Regions from separate parts of the Mus musculus genome. Here region 1 is linked to region 2. A link is a contact called in public HiChIP or PLAC-seq data. All regions are on one chromosome and are shown on one strand. Each heading gives the region's core, a stretch centred on a gene start, on an enhancer-like site or on the middle of the called end of the contact. The rest is flanking DNA. Distances are from core to core; before and after follow the strand shown.

Region 1 (5,946 bases), core at 1,405-3,904, 160 kb before region 2:
TCATGGTCCTTGCTCACTTTCCTATCATTTTTCTTATGTCTTACTTCTCAACTCAGTGGGAAACATTTTTTTTTCCCTTCACTGGTAGGTATAGAGAATGTATTTTGATGAAGGGATGCTAGTAAGTAGTGTCATAAGAACCAGAACTGAAGTCATTCATAGATTAATGCTCTGCCAGTCATGGTCCTCACAGTGCCCAGATGAGATTCCACATGCTGCCAGGGTTTCTCGGGATACCATAGGAGCACACGGAGTCCCAAGCAATGCACATTCATGGTACTGTGTGTGCCACAAGGAGCCCTGCAAGGGCAAGGCAGACAGACTCAGAACATCCATGATACTTCTAACAATGCTAACAGACTGAGGCTCACTCCTCGTTGGTGTTATGAGACACCTTATTTTAGGCTCTTTCTGAGTCCCACTTTTTTTTTTTTTTTTTGATCTAGGGTACAATTCACACCATGGAGACTTGGAATGAAAATGCCCCTCCTTCTAGAGAAGTCTGATACACTGCCCCCACAAGTGTGGCCTCCAGCACTGACCCCAGCAGGAGAGGCTGAGAAGATCTCAGTCTTTCGCAGTAGTGTCGTTCCCAGGCCCACAGGGACTCAGCCTTAAGCAGCACCACATGTTGGACATTACCGGACAGTCCTGCTTCAGTTTTGCCCAGCTCAGCCCAGTTCCCTTGTTATGAAAGTTTTTTCCTGCATGAAGGGAAGGAAAGGTTAGGCCTGCACAGGCCTCCTGCAGCTTTATCAGTCCCCAGTCCCCTGTTCTTGTCAGCAACTGCTCAAACAAGAACACACACACAGTGCACAGAGTAGGTAATAGCACACAGACACCCTCACAGCATCTGTCTGAGGCCAGGTCATTAACATATGGAGTATAAGCATGGCTCTCCCCTCATGAAAATATATGTATATATGTATAGGCATACACACACACACACACACACAAATCCACCCTTATGAATATGTATACATGCATATTCATACATGCACACACACATTTGCACAAGCCTTTACTCTCACAGCTAAGCAGGTTTTAGTTAACACTTGGTTAATTTTAATCACCTAATGTTTATCATTTTCTCATGACTGGCATGGCAATGACCTGATTTGTGTGAAAGACCGTTTTAGGTTCCAAAAGAGTCATAAAAAATGAATTCTTGGATGACTTGTACTTAACAAGGGAATAATGTTATCAGAAATAGCAGAAACTCCCTGGATGGACATTGGCAGGCAGACTTCCCATCCTCCTCTTGCCCTGGGGCTGCGGGACTCCCAGATGGATTTATAAGTCAGTTTTGCAACAGATATTCCTAGAATCCCTCCAATGTGATGTTTTGTTTACTTCTTCCTGTCTTTAGAATTTGAGGGCTTGTGGGTAGCAGGGCGGGGCACAAGTTCTACAACACCACGATCAAAAGGCCATTCTGTTGTTCTTGGGATTCTGAGTCTAACAGAGGCAAGAGAATTTTCCTTAGTTTCTTCCTGTCTTCTTCTGCTTTTATGATGCACTGTGAACTTGACCCAAGCTAGAGTACAGGGCAGAAAGAACAGACAAAATTGTTGAAGGTTCAGTTGGATGCATGTGGTTGGCCAAGGTGATGCCTGAGTGTGCCAAGTCTTCAGGGACATACTCCGACCCACCCCATCTCCCATTTTCCCCTTCAAAGTATCTGCTTGGGCTCTTGTCTGGAGGTGTCCAGTCTAGATTCTGAACACTGCCACAGAGATGAGTGATAGAGAGAGATCTTTAGGCAACAGATAACAACATGATCCTAAAGATGTCCACATTTCCCCACCTTCTTTACCTGCCCATTACTAATGTCAGACAGTAACATAAATTGGGTTTTTAATGCTTCCTTGATAAGGATTTAAGAAGGCATTTCATTTTCAGAAGAATCAGTAACACTGTCATGACTCTAAATTTCTTCTCTTGCCCGTTGTGCTGTCTTAAAAATTTAGAATTCTTTGGTCCTGTGTATTGTGTAGGGGACTGTTCCTGCCTCCCTGGGTGATAATGGGATGTTCTGACAGAGATGTGTGTTATCAAACTTTACCAAATCAATCACTTCATTTTACCTCCAAATCTTTGGCCATAGATGTCGAATGAAGATAGTCCCTAAGTCAGTACAGAGGACTATGTGTTAGGTCGAAGGGTTAAGGGTTAAGGGAGTGTAGAGGCAGTGATGCTGGCCTATGCTGTTCACAAGGGCAATGCTTATGCAGCCAGCCAAAGTCTATCAGCTTTCAAGGGAGGCACTTGTTCAATTCTTACACTTTATTCCAGCCAAGAGGAAAGGAAGGACTAAAAGATCAAGGGTACAAATGAAAAACAAACAGAGAAAGCTGCAAAGTTAAGAACGCCAAGGGGAGGAAGCCAGGAGGGAACTGGATTATATTTCAGTTTCTTAAGAGAGAGAGAGAGAGAGAGAGAGAGAGAGAGAGAGTACACAGCAAAACCCTACAATCTGTCTTGTAAATTAATTCCACACTTAATTTTTGAAATTCTTTCTTACTTTTGCAGACTCTGCCAATACCAGGAAGATGAAGTGCAGCCGGGAAGTGGCAGGGACTTCCAGGGTGAACCCCTTACTTTCACCATTCCCTTTCATATGCAGATTCAGCCTGGCCTTGTCCTTTGTCGAGGCTTTCAAAGATCTAAGCTTCCTTCCTAAGGCATCATCTTTTATTAATCAGCTATCCACAGCCCAGTCCAAGAGAAGGGGACTGGCTTCAGACAGATGTTGATAAATGTCTTAAGTTTCTTATAAACGAAATCAAGGCCAGCCATGTTTTATTAATCAGTTAACCTTCATATACACTTGGCCCTCTGTATAGTGTCTCACACTTTATACGCCATCCTGTTTACAATACTTATCCTGAGTCAACTCAAGACAGTCAGCCTTTATTTGGAAAGACAGGCAGTGGTGTACATGTTTTTACAGATACTTAATGGCTAATATAAACAGTCATTTACAGATGCACATTTTAGCAAATCGTTAGGTGTTAACCAGTGTAGAGTACTACTACCATCATGCATTTATGAACCGTGTTTATTTTAGCTAAGGACTAAGATAAGAGTATTACAAAAATGATCAAAAGCCTGCTGGTGGAAATACTGAGGGTTCCGGTGCCTCAGCATAAGGAACCAAGAACATACTGAGCAAACATTGCTAGCCAAGGAGCCTGGCTCCACCTTGCATTTCTTTGAAAGGATTCTTACCTGGGGCTCCAAAATGGTACATGCAAGTCACTGTCCACTTGGGGACATGGGCTGAGGAGATGCCTCTGCTGTTAAAGTGTGAAGAGACAGCTCTGCTGTTAAAGTGTTTGCTTGCCCTGAGAGTGTGAGAACCTGGATTCTATGCCCAGAATCCATGTAAAACTGGGCAGGGAGGTGCACATCTGTAAATGGTGCTAAAGTTCCATTTATGAGCAGATATTTGGAGCTCATTGGCCAGACAGTTTATCCAAAGTGACGGACTCTAGGTTCAGTAAGAAATCCCCCCACCCCCCTCTATATTTACAGTAATTGTGTGGAGTAATTGACAAATACACCTGGTATCAACTTCCAATCTCCAAATGAACACACACACACACACACACACACACACACACACACACCTTTCTGATAGTAGCTACAGTGATAATATTAGTTCAAGGCATATTGCAGAGAGAAGGAAAACAATTAGACAAAAAAAAATGAAATTCATGCTATACAAGAAGTTATACATATAACAAATACTATTCTGGTATAAGCCATGTTACTAGACCAGCCCCCCCCCCCCCAGGAAAACCTAGTGTTAAGCTCTTAGAAGCTTCCTGAACCCACCTACATCTGTGTTCTTTGATGGTCACACCCTGGCTCTCATACTTGAAAGACAAGTATAAAACTGTGGTTCCTTTCTGTTCTGGATTTCTCTCTCCCTAATGCATTACACTGATCATGCATTAATGACAACAGTCATTTTTATGTTGAGACTCATTTCCTGTCACTGACTGCAGACCATGGCAGAAGAGCAGGCACACACTGAACCACGAAGCCTGCCACTGTCTCCTCTGAATTCTGTGAATTATTTCATCAACATAGCTTTGGGAGGAATTTTGTTTACCTCTTTAATTCTAGATTGAGGACAAGCACTGAATATCCTGAAAACCCTCTATTCCATTACTCCAGTGCCCATTCATATGCAGCTAATTACCATCCCCACCTCCCCTTCCTACAAAACATCCATCACAGAGAAATGTTTTACTGCAGGTCAGTGCTGGTTATAGCAGGCAGGCTTTTTATCTTTCCTTCAGACTTACCAGGTATATAAACTTTACTAAAAAGATAAAGCAATTCTAGCATCATAAAAGTATATCCAGGCTAAATAAGCTGAAATAGACTGCACATTAAAAAGATCTACTGAAGTGGAAGCTTAAACGTTCTTTGGAAAGTTTGTTGGATGGTGTTTTGCTGGGGAAAACATGTGAAGAAAAGTTTAGCTGGAGTAGACACAAGGGAAGACTACGGCAGAATCCTGAAGGAACATTTGTCTGAGGCAGACACATGAAAGAGGATGTACTGCTAAAGCAAGCACGTCAAAGGACAAGTGATGAAGGACTCTTTGCTAACAACACACATATATTGGTCATCCTAACATGGCATAGTTGGGCTGCATTTGTAGGAAATCTATAGAGAGAAGCCACCAAAAAACTTCTGGTGGTATGCTGCAGTTTCTTACCGCTTCCGGCTGACTCAGGCTGATTGGCAGAGTGTTGTCAGCTGAGACAGAGGCACATGCTGATGAAAGACACGTGCTGAAGCAATACATGTGGAGGATATGTGATTTATGGAGAGAGTATAAAAGGACTCCACAGAGAGTGACAGGGGCTGGCTGAGCTAGGCTTGCTTAGAGAGCTAGCTGTGCAACACTTGTTGATCTCGTGTCTTCACTCATCTATGTATGCTTCCTTGAGAGAGGCACAGCTAAGAACTTCTGGTAACCTTCCTGGTTCCTCCTGCTGACTTGTGCCAAGGCTGAGGCCTGGCTGGCTCTACTAGGTAGTACCACTGATGCTGATTCATGTTTGCTATCCCAACTCTACAGACCCGGACTGCTGGGTATATATTTTTGTGAGTGTATCACACTGTTTGCTGACCTGTGAACTGAACTGACAATTTCCAGTCAACACAGATGAGAGTTGCTCCAAAGAACCTTTCTCAACAGGTCTATATCCCCCATATCCTTTGTTTTCTACTACCTCTGATGGGTGGTGGGCTAAAAGGGAGGTTAAAGCATTTAAACACTGTCACTAAAAATAAGGTTTGAAAAAAATTAAACTTACAGGTGGTGCCTAAAGTGGCCTTAGGCATAATGGGTAACTCTGCTTCTACAGAAGAGGAAATGGCAGATTATGAACCATTATCAATGTTGCTTAAGGAGATTGGCACAATGGCAGCTACCACCACTGGGTAGTATTCTGCCTTGCTCCCAGAAGGTTTTAGCTTTGATTTGTAGTTTTCAGGTATACTATTTTGAAAAAGTTTAGTAGGAAATCCAATACTTCCCTTCTGTTAGAGAAGATTGTATAATTGACTATGCACTTAGAGAGTTTGTAGAGGGCCTCTGGGAAGAGAAAAAGTTCAGACTTGGAGAATGAGACTGGGAACCCACAGAACGATGAAAACTGGAGGCAAACTAGGCTGAGAGATAAACTGCTACCCTGCCCTGATTCTAGGGCCTGAAAGAGCAGGAAATGGCACATGTCTAACAGATTAAGATCCAGCCAGGTACACCACCAGAGAATTTGCTTGTGCCTACACAGGTACCCTCAGTCTTCCCAGTCTTTGTTCAACATATGCCTGCTAACAATGGTGGACAAGCTTATAATGAATTGACCTAGCAACCGATACGAATGTCAGATTTAAACCATTTTAAAGGGGCAATAGTAA
Region 2 (6,321 bases), core at 2,902-5,401:
ATGAAGAAGGAAGAGGGGCTTGCATTCATTTGACCCAGAGACCATACCTCTAGAACGCAGAGGAAGCGCAAGCCTGTGTTGAGAGATCGAGGTTGGAGAGGAAACTCTGGGCCCGAACGCTTCTGAGCACTAGGGGGGTTCTGAATGTGTTGTTGGAGCCGAGCCTGTTCGTGGGTTCATTGATTGGGGTCTTTGTCTTACCTAATTGGAACTGAGAGGAGACCCGTTGTTGGGAGACAATAAAAGAAATGGGAGCTAGTGTGGGCTGAGAGTCAGTAACAGAAGCCAGCTGAATCCCAGCTTTGGCTCTTTCTGCTCCCTCTAGGCTTGCAGCTGCACGGTGGGGGGGGGGGGGGGGTGGGAGGGGTGAGTTCTTACAGCCCAGCCAGCTCCGATTTGCCATTCAAAGCCTTGGTAAATTTATACGGATTATGACTTGTTTTGCATTAATCCAGATTAGAGGGAGAAGCAAAGAAGCCTGTGCCCAGAATGAAGGAAGGCCAAGAGCGAGAAGCAGAGCGCTCTGTAGCCTGGTAAATTGTGAGAGGTGTTGATGCCACGGTCCTGAAGGAAGTGCCGGCATCTCCTTCTGAGATCCAGTTACAAAGCACAAGGTAATCCGTCCTTCTTGCTCTTGTGTTCTAACAGTGCTCACCCCTCAGCCCAGCCTGTTTCTGCATCTCTCACTCAGTTAATCTTTTCGTTAATATTAAAATAGCTTTTTTACATGTGTAGAAAGGATCCAGGGACCACCGCCAGTGTCCCTGAGTTCAGCTGACTGCTCACTTTGTTTCTATATCAGTATATTAGGTTTCTAGTGCAAGAAACCAAACTAGTGCACGAAATCAAACATATAGGTTAGAATGTTTTACACTGATTGTAAAAGCGTGGAAAGGCTGACTAGTACACACTGAAGTCTAGATAGGCCTGTCTATTTTTAGAAAATCACCGGTTGTTTATTAAAAAAAAATAGGTGTCTTATCAACCAGAAAAAAATGAAACAGCAAGTCATCACACACACCCCCCCACACACACAGAGAGAGAGAGAGACAGAGAGACAGAGAGAGAGAGACAGAGACAGAGACTAAAAAGCATCATGCAGATGGAGAGAATGTTTTCTTCATTATTTTTCTTTTAAGAAGAATGTTTCAGAACTGCATCAGAAAAAGCAGAGAGCAGATATGGTATTTAAACGTCTATCCTTTCCTTCACGCTCCCCTCCCCAACACACACACACACACACACACACACACACACACACACACACACACACACACATCTTGGTTATTCCGTGGGATCCTGATTCCAGCATTCATCATCTCTCTCCCCTCGCCAAATCTGGACCCTCCAGGATTTTCTGCCTTTCCTTTAGCTACCAGTTCGCTTAGGCTGACTCCAACCCCAGAGTGGCTTTCAGTTAAAATAGTGTTTGGCAAGTGCCGGCAGAGGCCCGACTGCACACTCTTCCACTTCTAATCCTTCCTTAATGTAGGTAATACAATGGGAAAAGAGATTTTTCTCTCCCTGAGTTATAGGAACACACTCCCGGGTGACCAAGCATACACCAACACCTCTACAGGAGATCATAGGTGCGTGCAGACCAAGCCTTGCAAATGAGACTCCAGGATTTGGAGGTTCGGGGTGGGGCACGCCGAGTGGCAGTGCATTCGTCACTCTCTTGATTTGAACAGCAGGATTTGGCCTTTTCTTAAGCATACATTTGTTGCAACCGGGGGTGGGGGTGGGGACGGGGGGTGGGGTGGGGGGGGGGAGAAAGGCCTCGGGAAACTAAGGCTTCCGTAAAACCCCTTTCCTTGACTTCTCAGCGGACTGGGGTCTAGTTTCGCTATCCAGCCCGGGATGAGGTTCTCTGATAGTTTCCAAGGATTGCAGGTCGTGCTCTGTGTACACAGTTTGCAACCCAAGGGGGAACCAGTTTGTCCTTGGTCCTGGAGCTGGAGCGGGATTCAAGCAGTGGGACCAGTAGTAAGGGAGCTAGCGCCCTCATTCAAGCTAAGGGAGCTAGCGCCCTCATTCTGCCTCAAGAGCTCTGCGCATACTTGGACCCATAGCTACTACTTTTATTTTTGTTGTTAGTTTGTAATATTGTTTTCCAGTTTGTTTGTTATATGAACCCAAGTCAAATTTTGTACCCCGAGGCTCCAGCTGCCAGGGGTAACGTTGGAAGAAGACGCAGAGGGACAGCGGAGGGCTTGGGACCCTGTGCTCCTCAGGGTAGCCTAGAAGGCCTGTTTCAACATCCCAAACCAGTTTGAACTGTGCGGCATTTAAAGGGACAAGATCATAACTACAAAGTAGGCTTCCGGTCTGGAAATCCCTGCGGTTTCTTGGAATCAGCCGCCCAGCCTCCTCCTGCGGGCTGGTCGAGTATGCCAGAAACCTTTTAGTGACTCCACCCCCCCCCCCACCTCCGTCACAGAATTTATGAATCCCTTAGGCTGCAAGCCGGCCTTGCTCGGAGAACCGCTCCATTGGACCATCTATGAGGGCCCAGGGCTGGGGCTGGGCGCTCTAGCTCAATGGGCAACTGAAGATACGTAGCTTCACGCGGGAGCTTCACACAGGGCCTTGAGTTGTTTGCTTAAACTCTACAGACTTCGTCCTAGACTCTCCCTACTAACCCAGAACTTTCCAGGCTGCCTCTTCAAGCTTTCTGGTTGGCTCCCGCTTTAGGCCAAACTTCACTAACCGGGTTGAACTTATTCAGGATACCACATCACCCTACACTCTGATGAGTCTGCGAGAGCTTCTCCAGACAGCTTCAAGCCAGTAGGCTACACCGGCTCCCAGTGCCCCAAATAAAACAATGTCTTCCAATTGAACGCATTTTTCAGGCATTTAAAAATCTGCATCCACAGCAAAGATATTACCAAGTCCTTTCTGGCCCAGGCCTTGCAGGCGCCTCTAGGCACTCGCTGCTTGGTTCAATTTCTTCCCAGCACTCCAGTCCTGAAGGAACTGCAGGTTTCTCTATCTATGATTTAAAAACAAAACCCTCCTTCCGGGGTTGATGGTACTTTCAGAGGCCATTTTCCTGAATGCCGAGGAGAAGCCAGAAGAAAGCTAGGACTGCAGTGTTTAAATGAACATCGAATAAAGGAGGCAAAGCAAAATGAAACAAAACGAATCGTCCCTGGCCTATTTTATACTAAAGATTTGTGCACATAGTGAATTTTATTCTACAAGTGATTTTTTTTATTATCCCCATCAAACCCACATCCTGTTAATCCTAAGAAAATGTTGAGTTTAAACAACAGAACTGCACATACATGTTTGCGATCGTTCAATTCTAGAGTTCTGCTTTCTTTTGAATTTATTTTAAAGAAACACGCCGATTAAAAAAAAAAACCAATATGAATACGAAGCTACTTTTAACATACAGAACTTTCAAAAAACATACAGAAATTCATAAAACATGGTTTACTTTGTGAAGTTTTGAAGTTAAACCTATATCATTAAAGACAAACAGAATTAAAATCCCAGGACCTACGTTTTAAAATAATTAGTCCTAAATAAAAGGAGACACCTTTCCTGAATCGGTTATATGAAGGTCTGAGAGATATTACAATGATTAATTTTTAAATCTAAAAAATATCAAATATGCGTAAACTCATCTCACGTAAGAAAAAAATCTTCGGAGTAAGATTCAAGCCCGTGGTCATTCTCTCCATACAGTGGGCATCAATAGATGCAGGAATGTTTAAGTGAGAAACAACAAACTGTTGGCTGTAAGTTCCTGCCTCCTCCAAATGTACTTCTTAGCCCCATGGACAGGGATGAGAGACCGGAGATTTAAGGGTCCTTGAAAGATCCTCTATACTACTAGTTACGGATCTCTTTTCTCGGTTAAACCCTGAGGCTCAGCCTTTCCTGGTCCTGATAAGAAAAGCCTGAGAAGCGACTGGGTTGGCGGGTGTCAGCAAAAGAGGGTTCAGCTTTCTAGAGACTGGCAGAGACGAGCCAGATGGCGGCGCTTTTCGGTCTGAGATTTTCCGACCTTGTAAGGAAGTGGGCGCGGGCTGAGCGGAGTTAGATTCTCCTGATTGGTAAACCGTTTCGGTGATGGACAGCTCCATAGGACCCTCCCCCGCCGCTTTATTGACACTAATGAGCAAGTTCTTCCCACCGCTCTCCTGCCTTGAAGTGCTGACAGATCAAGGCAACAAATTTCAATTACAATCCCTAATTTGTGTCCGCAGAGTGTTTTTTTTTTCCCCGTGTTAGTCCTCTCGGGCTCATCAGTCGAGGCAGATCTTGGAGCAGCAGGAGGAGGTGGAGGGTTTGGGAGTCAAGAAGTGCATCATTGAACTCGAGGGAGAGACAGAGGGAAGGAAACTTGGCGGCCGCGTTCCTGCTTCCTCGGATCCCAACGCCAGAGAAAGAGGAAACGGCAAATTTGTTTTTGCCCGCAGCTAGGAAGGGGACAGATCTCGGGAGGCATCGGGAGCTGCGGAGCGTTTGGTGGGGGGCCAGGAGGGCGAGCGCGTGCGTGCGCCCCAGCCGCGAGTATATGAGAGAGGGGCGAGCGGGCTCGGGGAGGCGGGGATGGCGGAGAAGCGGAGGGGCTCACCGTGCAGCATGCTAAGCCTCAAGGCGCACGCCTTCTCTGTGGAGGCACTGATCGGCGCCGAGAAGCAGCAACAGCTTCAAAAGAAGCGGAGAAAGCTGGCCACGGAAGAGGCGGCGGGGGCGGTGGAAGACGCAGGCTGCAGCCGTAGCGGAGGCGCGGGGGAGCACGGCTGCTCGGAGGCCGACGAAGAAGCGGCTGCCCCGCCGCCGGCAGCCGGGGCGGCGTCCGGGCCAGCGCGGAGCTGCGCGGACGCGGAGCGGAGCTGTGGCTCCCGCGGAGCGGCGGGTGAGTCGATCGATCCCTTCCTGCCCCAGCGGCTTCCCGGTGCGTCTCCGCCCGGCTCCCGCGAACCTGAGCTTCGGTGAGGCAGCGCTAGCGCCCGCTCCTCCCGGGCCTCCGCCGCCGAGCCCCGGGGGCAGGCGTTGAGCCGTCGGCCCCGCACACCGTCCATCCGCGGCTCTCTGCCCGGCTCGGCGGGCTGCCGCCGTCCTCGCCTCTGCGCCGGGAGGGTTCGAGCCCAGGGCTGCCGCTGCTTTTCACTTCTCTAAGTTTTAGGGGCCCCCGGGGCGCGTGCGGGAGGGCGCGGGCTAAAAGCGCGGAAAAGGGCTCGGACGCCCAGAAGTTGGGTGCGCCAACCGGGGAGGCGGCGGCGAGCTCGCCCACACTCTCTGCCCTTCTGAACGCGGAGCGCTACTCCTCCGGAGCCCAGGGCGCCTCGGGGCGGGCTTTTAGCTCTCTTCTATCCGCTGTGCTGCGGGGCCCGGAGAGCCAGCAGCCCGGAGGATTGCCTGGAGCGGGGTTTGGGGAAGTTCTCAGAAAGTGCCTCGCGCGAGGCCCAGAGGCCCGGCGGCCTCCTGGGGCGGAGGGAGGAAGGGGTGACCGGAGCAGATCCCGGCAGCGGCCGCAGTGAGATCTGCGCCCAGGGACAGTGAGCTCGGGGACAGGTCTCAGGCCCACAAGGCGGGGCGCATGGGGAGTTTGCGGGCCTGGCTCTGGGACATAGGAACTCGGTGGGACCCTAAAGGCCTCAAGGCAACTCCGATCGCCCCGCGCGGCAGGACTGCGGGCAGCTGTCCTAGGGCCTGGCCCTGAGATGATCCTCAAGGCCGGATCGCCCCCTCACTGCTTCCCCGTCTCTACCCTCTGCTGTCCAGGCAGCTGTGAGGATGGCTTCCTGCAGGGCGCCTCCCCGTTGGCATCCCCGGGAGGCTCCCCGAAAGGGTCTCCCGTACCTGGCTTGGCACGACCGGGGACCCCGCTGCCCGCGCCGCAGGCCCCGAGAGTAGATCTGCAAGGAGCGGAGCTCTGGAAGCGCTTTCACGAAATAGGCACCGAGATGATCATCACCAAAGCCGGCAGGTAAGCTTGAGTCTCCGTGTGTCCTGGGACTTTGGCCTCACCGGACCCTGGCCGCAGCTCTGACCCACCCAACAGGGCCCCAGACAGTAGCTTCCTTTCTAAATCTTTACTGCTTTCTTTCCCAAAGCACTGTCGAGGAAGGGCGCATCCCGGCCCAGTTTCATTTAGGTCTGAAAGATCTTTGTCAAGTTGGGTGCTACAGCCTTAGCGATCCATGCTCTGGGTTAGGGAGTGTGAAGTAGTTACAGGTATGTCATGTGCACCTCAGTTTACATTTATTTAGGCTCTAGTTATCAGTCCTGAACTAGGTTATACATGACCTCTCCTGTTTTAGTTATTTTTTATTTTAATAGTATTTTTTAGCATACTCC

The links. HiChIP or PLAC-seq counts read pairs in DNA pulled down with a chosen protein or histone mark.
Region 1: an H3K27ac HiChIP or PLAC-seq map of stem cell-derived neural progenitor cells shows a contact between it and region 2. The contact joins the enhancer-like site here to the promoter of Tbx18 in region 2. A contact is called at or near these places in 3 of 39 promoter capture datasets (the 3T3-L1 cell line and embryonic stem cells), 1 of 484 Hi-C or Micro-C datasets (the 3T3-L1 cell line), 3 of 115 datasets of contacts at active chromatin or transcription factors (embryonic limb bud, fibro-adipogenic progenitors and stem cell-derived neural progenitor cells) and 1 of 9 other capture datasets (adipose tissue).

The regions. Positions count from the first base shown.
Region 1 is chr9:87,891,044-87,896,989 of GRCm38.p6, reverse strand. No RefSeq gene overlaps it. Among named protein-coding and RNA genes, the nearest start is that of Gm25528, 5.4 kb to the right of the region's middle. Within about 2 kb of position 2,654, at least 12 of the 459 cell types and tissues checked have an H3K27ac peak or open chromatin away from gene starts, as enhancers often do. A contact at or near this core is called in stem cell-derived neural progenitor cells, where this site is marked.
Region 2 is chr9:87,729,090-87,735,410 of GRCm38.p6, reverse strand. It overlaps Tbx18 (T-box18), which reads left to right and starts at 4,151. Exons shown (of 8, transcript NM_023814.4): 1 at 4,151-4,876; 2 at 5,746-5,950. The coding sequence starts at 4,567.